Regions from separate parts of the Rattus norvegicus genome. Here region 2 is linked to region 1. The links are chromatin contacts, called in public Hi-C maps. All regions are on one chromosome and are shown on one strand. Each heading gives the region's core, a stretch centred on a gene start, on an enhancer-like site or on the middle of the called end of the contact. The rest is flanking DNA. Distances are from core to core; before and after follow the strand shown. Region 1 holds the start of Eif4a1l (eukaryotic translation initiation factor 4A1 like). Region 2 holds the start of Gabarap (GABA type A receptor-associated protein).

Evidence for each region. Hi-C and Micro-C count contacts between places; a contact is called where the count stands out from the background.
Region 2: a Hi-C map of kidney shows a contact between it and region 1, with 2.9 times the contacts expected there. The contact joins the promoter of Gabarap here to the promoter of Eif4a1l in region 1. A contact is called at or near these places in 4 of 12 Hi-C or Micro-C datasets (frontal cortex, kidney, mammary epithelial cells and 1 more) and 1 of 1 datasets of contacts at active chromatin or transcription factors (oligodendrocytes).

The regions. Positions count from the first base shown.
Region 1 is chr10:54,885,253-54,892,092 of GRCr8, forward strand. It overlaps Eif4a1l (eukaryotic translation initiation factor 4A1 like), which reads left to right and starts at 2,530. Exons shown (of 2, transcript XM_039087310.2): 1 at 2,530-3,273. The coding sequence starts at 2,618. It overlaps Eif4a1 (eukaryotic translation initiation factor 4A1), which reads right to left and starts at 3,350. Exons shown (of 11, transcript NM_199372.3): 1 at 3,312-3,350; 2 at 1,987-2,035; 3 at 1,694-1,826; 4 at 1,213-1,352; 5 at 8-176. The coding sequence starts at 3,334. It overlaps Senp3 (SUMO specific peptidase 3), which reads right to left. Exons shown (of 11, transcript NM_001013116.2): 8 at 5,506-5,643; 9 at 5,254-5,337; 10 at 5,100-5,150; 11 at 4,193-4,706. The coding sequence ends at 4,596. It overlaps LOC120095433 (small nucleolar RNA SNORA48), which reads right to left and starts at 822; the gene lies at 680-822.
Region 2 is chr10:55,210,166-55,217,005 of GRCr8, forward strand. It overlaps Gabarap (GABA type A receptor-associated protein), which reads left to right and starts at 3,300. Exons shown (of 4, transcript NM_172036.4): 1 at 3,300-3,495; 2 at 4,037-4,115; 3 at 4,255-4,373; 4 at 5,806-6,622. The coding sequence starts at 3,406. The coding sequence ends at 5,871. It overlaps Ctdnep1 (CTD nuclear envelope phosphatase 1), which reads left to right. Exons shown (of 8, transcript NM_001100494.1): 5 at 284-400; 6 at 500-611; 7 at 1,197-1,281; 8 at 1,675-2,304. The coding sequence ends at 1,735.

The DNA.
Region 1 (6,840 bases), core at 1,280-3,779:
CACTCACACAGGTATCTCCGGTTAAGCATATCGAACACCCGGCCAGGGGTGCCCACGATGATATGGGGAGCTTCCATTTGCAGCTTCTGCACCTCAGCACGCACGTTGGTGCCCCCAATACAGGCATGACAAGAGGCACCCATGTAGTCTCCCAGTGCCATAACCACCTTTTGAATCTAAATGTAGAAAGGCATCTACATTAACTTGGGCAGTACCAGTGAGTTAAGTCTTTCTTATTACAGACAGGAATTATCCCACTCTTAGCAACTGAGAAACAGGAATCCACTTAATCCTCTTCCAACACCACCAATACCGCCACCAAATGGCAATGCTGGATCCGTCCACACAGGTTCACAGTAAGTTTCCCACTCTACATGCAGCCTCATAAAAACCAGGCCAGCTCTACAAACAACTCACACTACATCCTACTACTCCATTCCAAAGGCTGAGATTATGAACACAGCCCTATCTATACCCACAAGGTGATTATTCCATCCCTGCTACAGAACCAAGACTTAGTGATCCATGCTGAGCTCATAAGCAAACCCCCAAAATAAGTAGATCTACAGGGTTCTAAGGTGTCAATCCTCTTATCACGTCTTGCTTACATTGCTACCCAGATGCTTGCTTCAGTGATCACTAGGCTTGAAATAGTAGTTAACAGACTAGCACCAGGATTTCATGTGCCCTAGGCATGAAACAGCTTTGGCCACCAAGCCAGGCATCAAGCTAGGATGAACAAAGGCCTACATCTGCTCTGCCCCTGACTGATATAGGAACAACACCACCAACATGGTGTCTCCTTGCCCATGTCCAGGGGGTGGTATGTTTGTTGTAAACACAGTTTAACCTGCCCAGCCAGCTAGATTCTAACAATACTCTTCCCTTCCTTATTTGACTCAGAAAATGGATTTAAAGTGCTTTTTTTTCCTGGTAGAAAAGTTGTTAGTAATTAGGCAAACCAATCTCAATAGATCTAGAAGCTGTCAACAAATCCCAGTGGCATACAAGAGCGTACCTGACCTGATCTTCTAATTGTCTCTTTAAGACAAGCTTTCTCTAAGTGTTGGCTGTCCTGGAACTAGTTTTGTAGACCAGACTGGCCTTAAAATTGAAGTGCTCCACATGCCTGGGTCACCAGTATCATCACCACTGGCAGACTCTTCTTGAACTCTTAAAGCAGTCATATAGAATTGGAAACACCAATCTTACCTGCTGAGCCAATTCACGAGTGGGTGCCAGAACCAAAGCCTGAGTGGCCTTTAGATCTAATTCAATCTGCTGCAGAATGGATATGGCAAATGTAGCTGTTTTCCCAGTCCCAGACTGGGCTTGAGCAATCACATCATAACCTACAACCAGATCAAGAGTTAGATGTGTAAAAAGTCTGCACCTTAGGCTCAGAGGACACCTGTGAGACTTCCTGACATCAGTAATGGAACAAGGCTGGTGCCATCTACCAGAACATTATGAACTCAAACACAGCTGGCTAGGTTAGACATAAAGCAATAATAAAGGCCTCGAATTGGAAATGGCAACCCCCTCTAAGGCATGACAAAATAAAACCCCAGAACCAAGAAGCTAGGAAAGGTAATTTGTTGTCCCCCCAACCCCCATTGCTATGCCCACCACCAACCCCATACACACTATGCAGATCAGGACAGTCCATATCTAGCCTGATAATGAGTCTTACCCTTGATACAAGGAAGAATAGCTCGCTGCTGGATGGCAGAGGGCTTCTCAAAACCATAGGCATAAATACCACGGAGGAGGGATTCTGAGAGATTCATGTCATCGAAGCTATCCACAATCTCATTCCAGTTACTCTGCAGGATACCAAAAATGAATAAATTTAGTTTATACCAAAGCTGCAGTCGCCCCACCCTACTGCTCTGTTCCACCGTCCTAAATATCTAAGGTCTATGTCACCATAAGGAAATGCCTGTTCGGACATAATAAAGTGGCGACCACAGATTCTAGTCTTACCTCGATGACGCCTTCCGGCTCCATCCCATCGGGGCCATTGTCTCTGGATCTGTTGATTCAAAGCACTAGTTTTTTTTTCATGCTTTGATTAGAGCATGCAAGCAACTAGCCCATTCCCGATCCAACACTCCCACTTATTCCCAAAGGACCATCCAGAGGCACTTTAGGGTGACCCTCCTTTAAGATCAAGGGGCTGTAGAGGAGTTCATTCACACACACACGGCGCCGAGATGCGGTCTTTGCTGCCAGGCCCACATGTTCTGGGTCTGGCGGATCAAAGCGTGTGCACCTCCATCCGGAACACCAAGGCCACCGGAAGTCCCGCCTTCCACCTCCAAGTTCCGTGGGTGGGCCGTCCCCTTCCCCCCCACGTCATGCCGCCCGCGCCCTCCCCCACTCCCTCCGGCCGGCCCCCCTCCACAGTACCCGGATGTGGGAGGCCGCGGGCGGTGGCGGCCTCGCGCACAATGAGCCCCAGCCGCGCTAGCAAAGGGGGAGATTGCACAACAGACAAGCGAAGCAGACTGGGGGAGGGGAATCTCTCAAGCGGCCATGTGCTCTTTCGCTCCGCCACTCGGTGGCGTCTCCCCCGCCATGGAACAATCCGCAGCCCGCCCGCCCCCGTCGAGAAATGGCGTCGCCCTCCCATACCTCAGGCCGCTCACCCCCGAAGGAAAGTGGACCTGCCCATCCGCAGTTTGCCAATTGCCCGGCTTGTGCGGCAAAATGGACCCGCCCGCCCGGCGCCGGGTGGGCTCCTGGTGCCTCACGCGGCCGCTCCTTCGGGTTAGGCTCTGTCCTGGCCGTCAAGAAAACCAGCACCCCGAACGGCCGGTTTCTTCTTCCCCGACCCACATTCCAAGCGCGACGAAGGGACTCGCTGAAGACCCAGGCACCCCTGCTTGTCGCGAGTGGTACCGCCAGAATTCTCCGGAACCCTCGCGCGCACGCCCTGCCCAACATAGGGAGGCAACCAGACCAGCCGGCTCCGGGCCGCACAGCCGCCTCTTCTTTTTCCCACGTTATGTCGCGACCTCATCTTGCCTTTCAGTACCCAAGCTTCGCGTACGGCATCCCCACAGGCCGAGGCCTCGTGACGAACCTCGCGCCCTCCGCCCTATCCAGGCCGTCCTTTCCCGTATCCACACTGGTGTCAGCGTCGGCCATGGGATTTCCCCCCCCTCCCCGGACGGTTCCTCCCGGTTCGATTCTCCCGCAACCTGGTAGGTTTGGTGCGATGGGTCTCTCAACTTTTCCCCGGCGGGACCTTCGGAAGGGAGCTGCGGGGTAAGTAGCCATTAACCTCTTGCAAATGCCTTTCTTACCGAGAATCCTGACTCGCAGACATGATCCTTAGAATCTAGGGCGGAGTGCCCGCCTATCGACAACTTATAGAGCGTCCGACCCCGCCCCAGCCATCGCATTGGCTTGGCCGCCTCTGCCCCGCCTGCCGGCGCTCTGCAACTCGACGTGACGTTACTTTGTAGGCGCTTTAGCTCGGACGCCCTATTGGGTAGTTTGAAAGCCTATCATGGCTGAGCCCCGCCCTGCAGCCTCATTGGCTGAAGGGCCCGCCTTTCTTGCTGGTGCGGAAGTGACATACTTAAGTCGGGCCTCGCGGCGGGGCAGCCATCTTGGAACCCAGCACCTTTACACGTGCGGAGGCGATCGTGCCTTAGTCATGTGGCTCAGCAGGTCCTATCAAGCCACGGGGGTGAGGCCTTAGCCTCCAGGGACTTCCGGGCAGTCTGGACTGCCACTTTCCTTTACCCAGGTTTCTACAGGATACAAGTTTTATTTATTCTTCGGTTCAGGAAAGAATGGTGTATTTGGTTCAGCAGAATGACAGAACAGTAGCGATATTTCATTGGATAGTAAGTTTCCCCGACTGGAGAAAAAGGATGGAATCCATTTTTGGGCAAAAGGGCATTAGGGCGGGAGCAGGGCAGATAATCTGTCAGGGATCTTGACCCACTCAACATCACTGGCTCATTTAGTGTCTGTTCCCAGTTTCTCCTAGGCTCCTTTATTCATGAGTTGTAATTCACATCCTTACTGCCATCTGCTCCCCTGGGATTGGCATATATAAAAAGCTGGTTTCTAAGATGAAGACCTGAAAAGGGGATAGCTAATAGCATTAGCTTGAAGGCCTGAGATAAAGCACATCCACTATTTTAAGGCCCCTCAAGGAAGACCACCACTTGCATATCTTCAAAGGATCCTTTATTGACCAGAGCAGGACCGTGGCATTTTTATATATATTTATATATATAAAAAAAAGTTTGAAGATCTGGCAGGCAGTAATCCCTTTGTGCCCACCACCCCCACACTGCTTTCCTGCCCTCAGAACATGGAAGGAGGAGTGAATGCTTCACCTAGGCCACAAGGCAACATTCCCCTAGAAAGGGAGAAGGGGACATTTATGTGGCCATTCCCTTCCCATCAGAAATCAACATACTCGCAAAGAAAACAAAATACAGAAATCAAACATTTAAATATGAAAATCCAAAGGGAATTGGGTGGAGAAACAAAAAGGAACTGGAGTTTCTTAGGAAGGGTCTCCCTTGTTCCCCTGCCCATTAATGAGCTAAGGGTCTGGGGTATGTGGCTCACACAGTGAGTTTGCAGTGACACAGTTCCTTGTAGATCTGACGACGGAGTTTGGGCATATCCTGCTGGGTGAAGCTGAATGGCTGAGACAGGGCCAGGTGCTTGCAGTACTGGGTGTTAACAAAGCAGGCCATGAGAACGATTTACTGAGCATCCCTCCCAAGTCAGGACCTGTGCTACACATTTCACACAAAATATATCTTAATTTTTCAGAAAATACCTGTTTCTCATACAGACTGGCATTAGAGTCTAAGCCTACATAATGTATCTAGTGTTTAAATAGGAGAATGTACATTTAGTTGGGAGAAGTATATTGGGACGCCTCGATATAAGGAATCAGTCCCAGCTGAGGATGGAGAAGGAAAGGACCAAAGAAGACCAATGAAACCAGGGCTTCTGTGTTCTACCTAACACATGTGCAATTGACTGAACCAACTGAGGCAAGAGCCACCAACAACCCCTAAGCCACTGACATGGGAGTTAGAAAGACCTTATCTACTTACCTGTAACACAAAGGCACCACAGTCACTGTCATTATTCTGCCTGGCCACATTCTAGGGAATAGAAAGCAAGAATCTGTTCACTGAGAGACTCCTTGAGGTTATGAATTCAATTGCTTCCTCCATCAAACTAGTCCATTTCTCTCTGGAAACTCACCATTTTGAAGTAACCTTTCCAGCCCTGGTGGAAATCCAGTCGGTCTTTTTTTACTGCCTCTGCCTGTAGATACTTGGCAATATGCTATGTGGGTATAAGGAAAAAGAAAGGGATACCTTAATCACTTACCAATGTAATACAGAGTATGCTGGTGGGAAATGCCGTGCCCACTCCTCAGACTCCAAGCCCACACGTCGTCCTGAAATGGTTGGCTCCCTGCACCTTTACTACCTGTCCCCCACAACCTCAAACCTTGGGGCAGCGGCGGTTTAGAGTTCGCTGTGAGTCAAAGTAGGTGATGGTGCGTCGCCTTACATCAACTGAGACAAGGGACCAGTGCACCTCCAGATGGATGGGGATTAGCAATAGTTCCTTATTGAAGATGTCCACCTGAAAAGAGAGTGCTGGAAATCAGATTTAACATAAAACCCTACTGATTACCATGAGGATTCTAAAGAAAATATGGAACAAGCAAAGGAGTTACAGAATCCATGGGCTATGTGGCAAGGCTCAGCATCAGATGCTAGTACTTTTGGAAGGTTTTTTTATTTGGGGGCGGGGGAGAGAGCAGGAGTGTTTGGGATACAATTCAGGGTCTGTAGCAAGCACTCTACTGCTGAATCCCATCCCTACCCTGTTGGTTAGGTTCTGTGTGTATGTGTTTTGTGTTCCGTGGATATACAGGCCAGAAGATAACCCTTGAGTGTTACTCTTCAGACAATGTCCACCTTTTTTGTTTTAGGACGGGTCCTTTCCTCACCTAGGATTCAGCAAGAAACCTTGGCGGGCTGGCCAGCAAGTCCAAGGAACCCACTTACCTTCACCTCCATAGCATTGGCATTACAACTACCCCTGGCCTTTTTTGTTTGTTTGTTTTTGTTTTGTTTTGTTTTTGGGTTTTTGTTTTTTTGAGACATGGTCTCTCTACTTAGCACTGGGTATTTTGGAACTCACTATGTAGACCAGGCTAGCTTCAAACTCACAAGAGATTCTCCTGCTTCTCACACTTGACTGATGTTGAGATATTTGATGGTGAAGAAAGAAAGAAAGGAAGGAAGGAAAGAAGGAAAGTAGAATAAAGAGTTCAAGGGCCAGCCTGTTGTAAAAATATAAAAATAAAAAAGTATGGATGTCTTTTTCCCCGCTAGGTCCGCACCTTGGTATCCCAAGATCTGCTAGATATCTTGGCGGAAACACATCCCAGTCGCACACTTTCCTACACTCAAACCCTCACATAAAAGAACACACAACACAGTAATCTTAGATCCAATTGATAAGATATAATTGCCCACTTACAAATATACAAAAAACATACAAAAAAACATAAAAAGCCCAGTATCATCCATCCCTAGGAACATTAATAACAGCCTGTAAATACACAGAGCAGAATCTTAACATCACCTGCCATGGCTTCTCACCCTCTCCTCTCTCCTGTCTCCTCCTCTTCCTTCAAACTTATCTCCCACCCATCCTTCCTTCTCCTCCAATGACAGGCAGCCTGCTTCTATCCTGTACCTGCCCCTCACCTGTACTTTACAAATTCAATGGGAAAGTGGTTCTGGTGAAGTCACCAGAGTTTTGAGTCCT
Region 2 (6,840 bases), core at 2,050-4,549, 330 kb after region 1:
ATCTTCCCCCCCCCCCCCCCCCCCCCCCCGGAGCTGGGGACCGAACCCAGGGCCTTGCGCTTCCTAGGCAAGCGTTCTACCACTGAGCTAAATCCCCAACCCTGTACCTTTGAATCTTAAGGGTCTTGGTTGCCTCAGACATTGGGCGTGGAAGCTTGGCAGGGAGTTCAAATACCTTGAGTTTTCACAGCCATTTGGTGTTACTTGAAGACTGAAAAAGAACCATTATGTCTAAATGTTAGTTAGTTTGTATGACACTGTATTCCCCTCCAACCTCCTTCAGGTAAGCCAGTGGTATGAGCTTGTGGTGTTTACAGCAAGCATGGAAATTTATGGCTCTGCTGTGGCAGATAAACTGGACAATAGCAGAAGCATTCTTAAGAGGAGATACTACAGACAGGTAAGGAGCCAGAGTCAGGTTTGAGTGGCAGGTTACGAGGGTGGGAGGTGTGAGTGGGGCTGAGGGGTGGGTGTGCTAACTAGTCCTCTGCATTTTCAGCACTGCACTTTGGAGTTGGGCAGCTACATCAAAGACCTCTCTGTGGTCCACAGTGACCTTTCCAGCATCGTGATCCTGGACAACTCCCCTGGGGCTTACAGGAGCCACCCAGGTATGGGAAAAGGTCTGTCAGGCCCAAGACATGCTTCTAAGGACATTTTAGTTAGGTTTTATTTCTGAGACAAGGTCTTCTTATATAACCCAGGCTGGCCTGACCTGACTCTGTCTTAGTGGTTCTGGGAGTGGAACCCAGGACCTCACACTAAATCCTAGGCAAGCATTATACTATTCAGCTATACCTCTAACTCCTTGAGAGGGTGAATGCAGGAAGCTAGGAGGCAGAAGAGTTGGGTCCTAGTTCAGAGTTTGGATTCCCTACTGTATTACAGATCTGAATGTAAGTTGTGTTTCTGTTTTAAATGAGGTATCCACTCTTATATGGGATATAAGACTATAAATGGGACTTCTTTATTAAATTCACTTCGAGTGAGGCACAGGTGTAGTTTGACCAGAACTCTAACCTCAAGCTGTTGGGAAGTCTATTAATTCACTTTGACATTTAAGGAAAAAGAAGATTTTAGGTGATTGACTTTTGGTGGGTGAAAAATGGGGACTTATAAGTAATAATATTGAGGAAAGTCTCATAGGCTCTTCTGAATTTTTTGCATTTTCTCAATTTTAATTTTACCTACCCTAGACAATGCCATCCCCATCAAATCCTGGTTCAGTGACCCCAGTGACACAGCCCTTCTCAACCTTCTCCCAATGTTGGACGCCCTCAGGTAAGGGAGGTGGCCTGTAGACTATAGGTTTTGTTCTTTTTTTTTTGGAGACAAATTCTTTTTATGTAGCCTATGCTGGCTTGGAACTTGCTTCTTGGACCTTGTTTTCGCTTCTCCAGTGCTGTGATTACAGGAGTACACTACCAAAACTGGCAGGATTTGGATTGCCAAGGAAAAGAGGTGTGGGAAATCTAAAAGAATTGGGGGGGAAAAGGCATTCAGAACTTAAGTGTGTGGGCCAGGTCTTCCTACTCATTACTCGTACCCTTTTGGCTTCTGTCCAGTTTCACTGTGTGAAAGTGTTATTGAGTTGTGTCTTGTCCAGTGAGACTCCGTTGTGTTAGTGTTGTCAACTGTAAGGTAGTCCACCAACGCAAGTTCCTGTCATTCCAGGTTCACTGCTGATGTCCGATCGGTGCTGAGCCGAAACCTTCACCAACATAGGCTCTGGTGACAGCTGCTCCCCCTCCACCTGAGTTGGGGTGGAGGGGAAAGGGAGGGAGAACTCTTCGGACGGCCGTCTGTAGCCCTGTCCAGTGTGAGGACTGCCTGGGCAGAGTCTGCTCCTCCCGCCCCTCTCTGCCCTGGGAGCCCTACACTCCGCTTACGGAGTCAGGATGGACACATGGGCCAGACTGTGAAGCAGCCTCACTCTTTGTGTTCACACTCCGTGGAAATGCCAGACTGGGACAGGCGAAGGCCTAGGGGAACCGAAACCGTCTGGTGAAGAGGCAGGACTGGCCAGAGTGACAGACATATCCCAGAGGCTCAAAAGAAGCCAATTCAACTTTGTTGTGATTTGATTTTTTAAAAACTCTTATACAAAACTGATCTAATTCTTCACTCCTGCTCCAAGGGCTGGGCTGTGGGTGGGGACTGGGATTTCGGGCCACTGGATCTTCCTCAGTCTTGTCCCTTCCTTACTTTTCCTCATTTTTTTTCTTTCCCCAACCCCCCAATACCTGTAATCAGCTCCTTTCTTCCTTCCTCTTTTAAACCATGCATTATAACTTTGAAACCAAAGCTGCCCTAGATCCTTCTCTGATGTTTTTGGAGGGAACTTTGTTACATTTGCTCTGCCTCTGAAGCAGAGGGGCAAGATGCTGTTTGGAGTGCGGAAGTGGGATTCAGCACAGGGATAAAGTAATTTATGCCGGTGTTTGGCTGGAAAAGCCCCACTGACTGGATAGAGTCCCTGATGCACAGTGGAAGAGCAACTTTAGGACATAGAAGGCTGAAGAGGAAAAAAATCTAGAACCCTCGAAGGGCAAACAGCTGGAGAAAGGCTGGGCTTGACTGGGAAGTTGACGTGGACAGGCTGAGAGGGCGCTGCCTACGAGCTGTTGGCACTCCGGCAATAACTTGGGGCGGAGCCCTCTTTCCTGGCACCTCCTCTCCAGAGCCGGGACTACATTTTGGCCCTCGCCACGTGATTCTCCGCCCTTTTCTGAGGTCACATGATTTTGTTTGCAACACTCCGGGATGTGTTCCTCCGCCCTGATATAGTCCCTATCTTTGGGATTTTTGCAGTTTCTATTGGTCCGCCTGAGTCTTGAGCCTTCGCTGTGTCTGCAAACCTCTTTCTTCTCCGTCTTATGGTATCCTTATTCACACCTTGGGTACTACTTTGTTTTGGTGTCAACGGCCACCTTCAGCGTAGCAACACGTTTCATGAATATCTAGACTTGTAATTGCCTTTCCCTAACGTAATTTCCGAAAATAACTGCAGAACTAAATCTCACGACTGCCACTTAGTACCACTCTCGTCCTCTGCTTTGTACTGTGGGGCTACCTGGGGAAGGATTTTTCAGTTGACTTGAAACGACAGCAACCTTATCTGCGATGTCATACGCGTAACTCACAAATTGATTCCAAAGCAGTTACGCTGAAGGCGTAAGAGGACGGAGCAGCGGGTTGCGCTAGCAAGCTGAGCTCGTGGTGTATGTCAGCAGGCGGGGCCGGTCCGGACGGTCGGGGGCGGGGTTGGTGAATAGGGAAGTGGCGCAAATTCGTGGATCGCTCCGCTGAGTCTGTTCGTCGAAGCCGCCTCCGCCGCCGTCCCCTGTCCCGGCCCCCCCCCTGGGTTCCCTCAGCCCAGCTCGGTCCAGCCCGGTTCTCGGGAGAATGAAGTTCGTGTACAAAGAGGAGCATCCGTTCGAGAAGCGCCGCTCTGAGGGCGAGAAAATCCGAAAGAAATACCCAGACCGGGTCCCGGTAAGGACTAGCCAGGGCCGACGCTAGCGTCGCTGACGCTGTCGCCACAAACTAGGCTTGAGTCTGGGAAAGCCGAGGTCAGACTCCAGTCTGCCTTGAGGTTAGAACTCTTGTCTCTGGTACCAAGGGCGAGAGGTCTGAAGAAGTAGAGCTGGGAGTGCGATGTGGACGGGAGAGAGTGAGACCTGGGAATTTCTCAGAATGGAGGCCTTAGTGAGCTTGACAACCAGAGTTTCCATGGCCATGCTCCCAAGTAGCTAGATTTAAGGTAGATTTTTTTTGACCTAAACAAGTTATCCTGTATTCACTGATGAAAATAGTTATTGTGATGAACCGTTCTGGGATCAATTCTCAATATTTAGGTAAGACAGTGAGGCCAGGATCTCTGGACCTAATGTTGATACACCACGCATGTAAGGATAAATATTATTAAGAAATGAGATTGCAATAGGCTTCAGTACAAGGAAATATTGTACCTTGAGTTCTTCATCGATATAGCTGTACGTTTTTTAAAATCTCATTCGTACCTTCCTTTCATCAGGTGATAGTGGAAAAAGCTCCCAAAGCTCGGATAGGGGACCTGGACAAAAAGAAATACTTGGTGCCTTCTGATCTTACAGGTGGGAGCTTGACCCATGGTGTATGTTTCTTTCTGTGGGTGGGCCTGCCATCTCTGTGGGAGGAGGCTTCACCTGGCAGCTGTTTTCTGGTGGCACCTACGATCTCTTTGACTTTCTTGTATCTCCTGTTTTTGGGCAGTTGGTCAATTCTACTTCTTGATCCGGAAGCGAATTCATCTCCGTGCTGAAGATGCCTTGTTTTTCTTTGTCAACAATGTCATTCCACCCACCAGTGCCACGATGGGTCAGCTGTACCAGGTATAGTACCATGGCCGTGTTTGGAGAGGAAAGAAAAGGTCAGCAGTTCCTGTTGGCTTACTAGCTTTAAAAGGTCAATAAAGTCCTGGGTTGGGATCTTAATAGCAGTGGGAGGAGAGAGGGTATGAGCTGGTGGAGTTGTTTTGACTGGGACTCTTACTACCTAAGGAAGTCTCTTTCCCTTATCCAAGAGTCCCAGATGTCAAAAAAATAGTTTGAGGAGTGGTGGTGTTGTTGGTTTTGTTGTTGTTGTTGTTGTTCTTTTTTCTTTCGGAGACAGGGTTTCTCTTTGTAATCTTGGCTGTCCTGGAACCCCCTCTTGTAGACCAGGCTGGCCTCTGAACTCCAGAGATCCACTTGGTTTTGCCTCCCTTGGGCTAGGCTTAACAAAAGGTGTGTGCCACCACTGCACTAAAACTTGACATGTAGACCAGGCTGACCTCAGGCTCAGAGATCTTCCTGCTTCTGCTTCTTGAGTGCTGGTATTAAAGGTGTTAGAAGTTCCAGTCCTGAATAACGACTGATAATGGTGCACACCTTTGATCCTCTAAGTCCAAGCACAGTTTTAATCCGATCCAGGCTGCTGGATTTCTTGGAGTTTGAGGCTATCCTAATGAGTCAGAGATACTTAGTGAGACCCTGTATCAAAAATAAGAAGTAAAAACAAAATAAAACAAATCAAAAACACCTTCCCCCCCAAATTAAAAAAACCCACAGAACCACTGCACGTTGGGTGTGATCATGCCACAGCTTCAGTCCCAGCGCTCCGGGAGCAGAGGGAGGTAGATCTCTGAATTCCAAGGTCAGTGTGCTCTACACAGGGAGTTCCAGGGCTACATAATGAGACCCTATCTCAAAAGCAAAACCTCTAAAAGATACCCCCACCCCCACCCCCACCCCACAGAGCAAGCAAACCCTTGAGAGGCTGAGGCAATAGTATCAAGTTGGAGGTCAATGGCTGCATAGTATAGTGAGTTTGAGGTCAGTCTTTTTCTTTTTTGTATTTTCCAGACAGGGTCTCTGTGTAATAGCCTGGTTGTCCTGGAGCTCACTCTGTAGACTAAGCTAGTCTCCAACTCACAGAGTTCCTCCTGCCTCTGCCTCCAAAGCGCTGGGATTGACGGTGTGTGCCACCACTGCCCAGCCAGGGTCACCATTTCCTAAAGGAGCAAGAGAATAAGGACAGTCTGCTTTTCTCTTATTCCTTTTGTACTAAGGAGCATGTCTGGTACCTACAAATGCTTATGGATGATCTGTACCTGTAGATCTATTTTGAGTCAGGTTCTTAAGTTGCCTTGGTGGCCTTGAGATTTCCGTCCTTCCTGCATCTGGAATTACCAGGCCATGCTTAAAATGATTCTTGAGGAATGTATTGGTGATAAATGGTTGGAGTAATGAGTTGCCTTAAACCTCCTTTTTGCTTTTACTTCAGGAACACCATGAAGAAGACTTCTTTCTATACATTGCCTACAGTGATGAAAGCGTCTACGGTCTGTGAAGTTGCTGTCCCGGAGGTGGGGGTTCCATTCTACAAAGAGAGGTGGCGCTCCTTCCTTGGCATCCAGTTCCTCCTTCAGGCTCAAACACCATCTCCTTTCTTCAGGACCTGCACTTAATGTTTGAGGCTGTCTCTCCAGTCCCTCTGAGCAGGAGGGGTAATGGTAGATGCAGCCGCTGTACATCTCTCTTTCCCCTTGTTTACCCTCCATTCCCACTCTGCTTTAGACTTCTGGATTGTCGATCTCTGTCACATCGGATGATTGTTTTGGTTTCTATTCCCTTTCTAACTGCCCACTGGGCTCAGAACCCCAATAAACCCTTCCTTTCACTACCTTCTTTTTGGGGGGTAGATGGAAGGGGTTGACATTGGGTGGGGGAGGTAGGAGGCACATCAATAAAGAGGAAACCACCGAGCTGAATTGAATTTGCCCTGTGTCATTCTACCTCCTGGCTTTTTGTTTCAAGTGTTGTGAACTTCAGTGGTGGGAAAGGAGGATTGAGGTATAGATCAGAGAACTAGGAAGGCATTGATGATGTTGGTCTTTCCTCCTTTTTTGATGAGTGGAATAATGTAAGCATTCTCTCATGAAACTTTAATTGTATTTATGTATTTGTGATGTAAACAAAGAGGTGGAGGTTGGTAGTGTGGGGTGGTATGGAGAAAGTTTGAAAGAACTATTTTTTGGTAAACATGTCCAAATGTTACTTCCCATTAAAGAAGATATGTTCCTGTTTGGGAGGTGGTAAAAGGACTGTCTTTAACTGGTTGTCACTGGCAGAGGTTGTGCCAGTGTATGGGATTCTGTAAAGTATAATTTGAGAGAGGGCAAATACTAGAAGGTGCCATTATCACTAGGAGAACTTCATCTCCCAACATCCATTTCTCCTGGCCGGAAGTGGGGCGGTTCCCTGTTGGTGGTAAAAAGGTACAAAGTGAGGCAGTATGGTGGCCGAGAGTTATAATCCC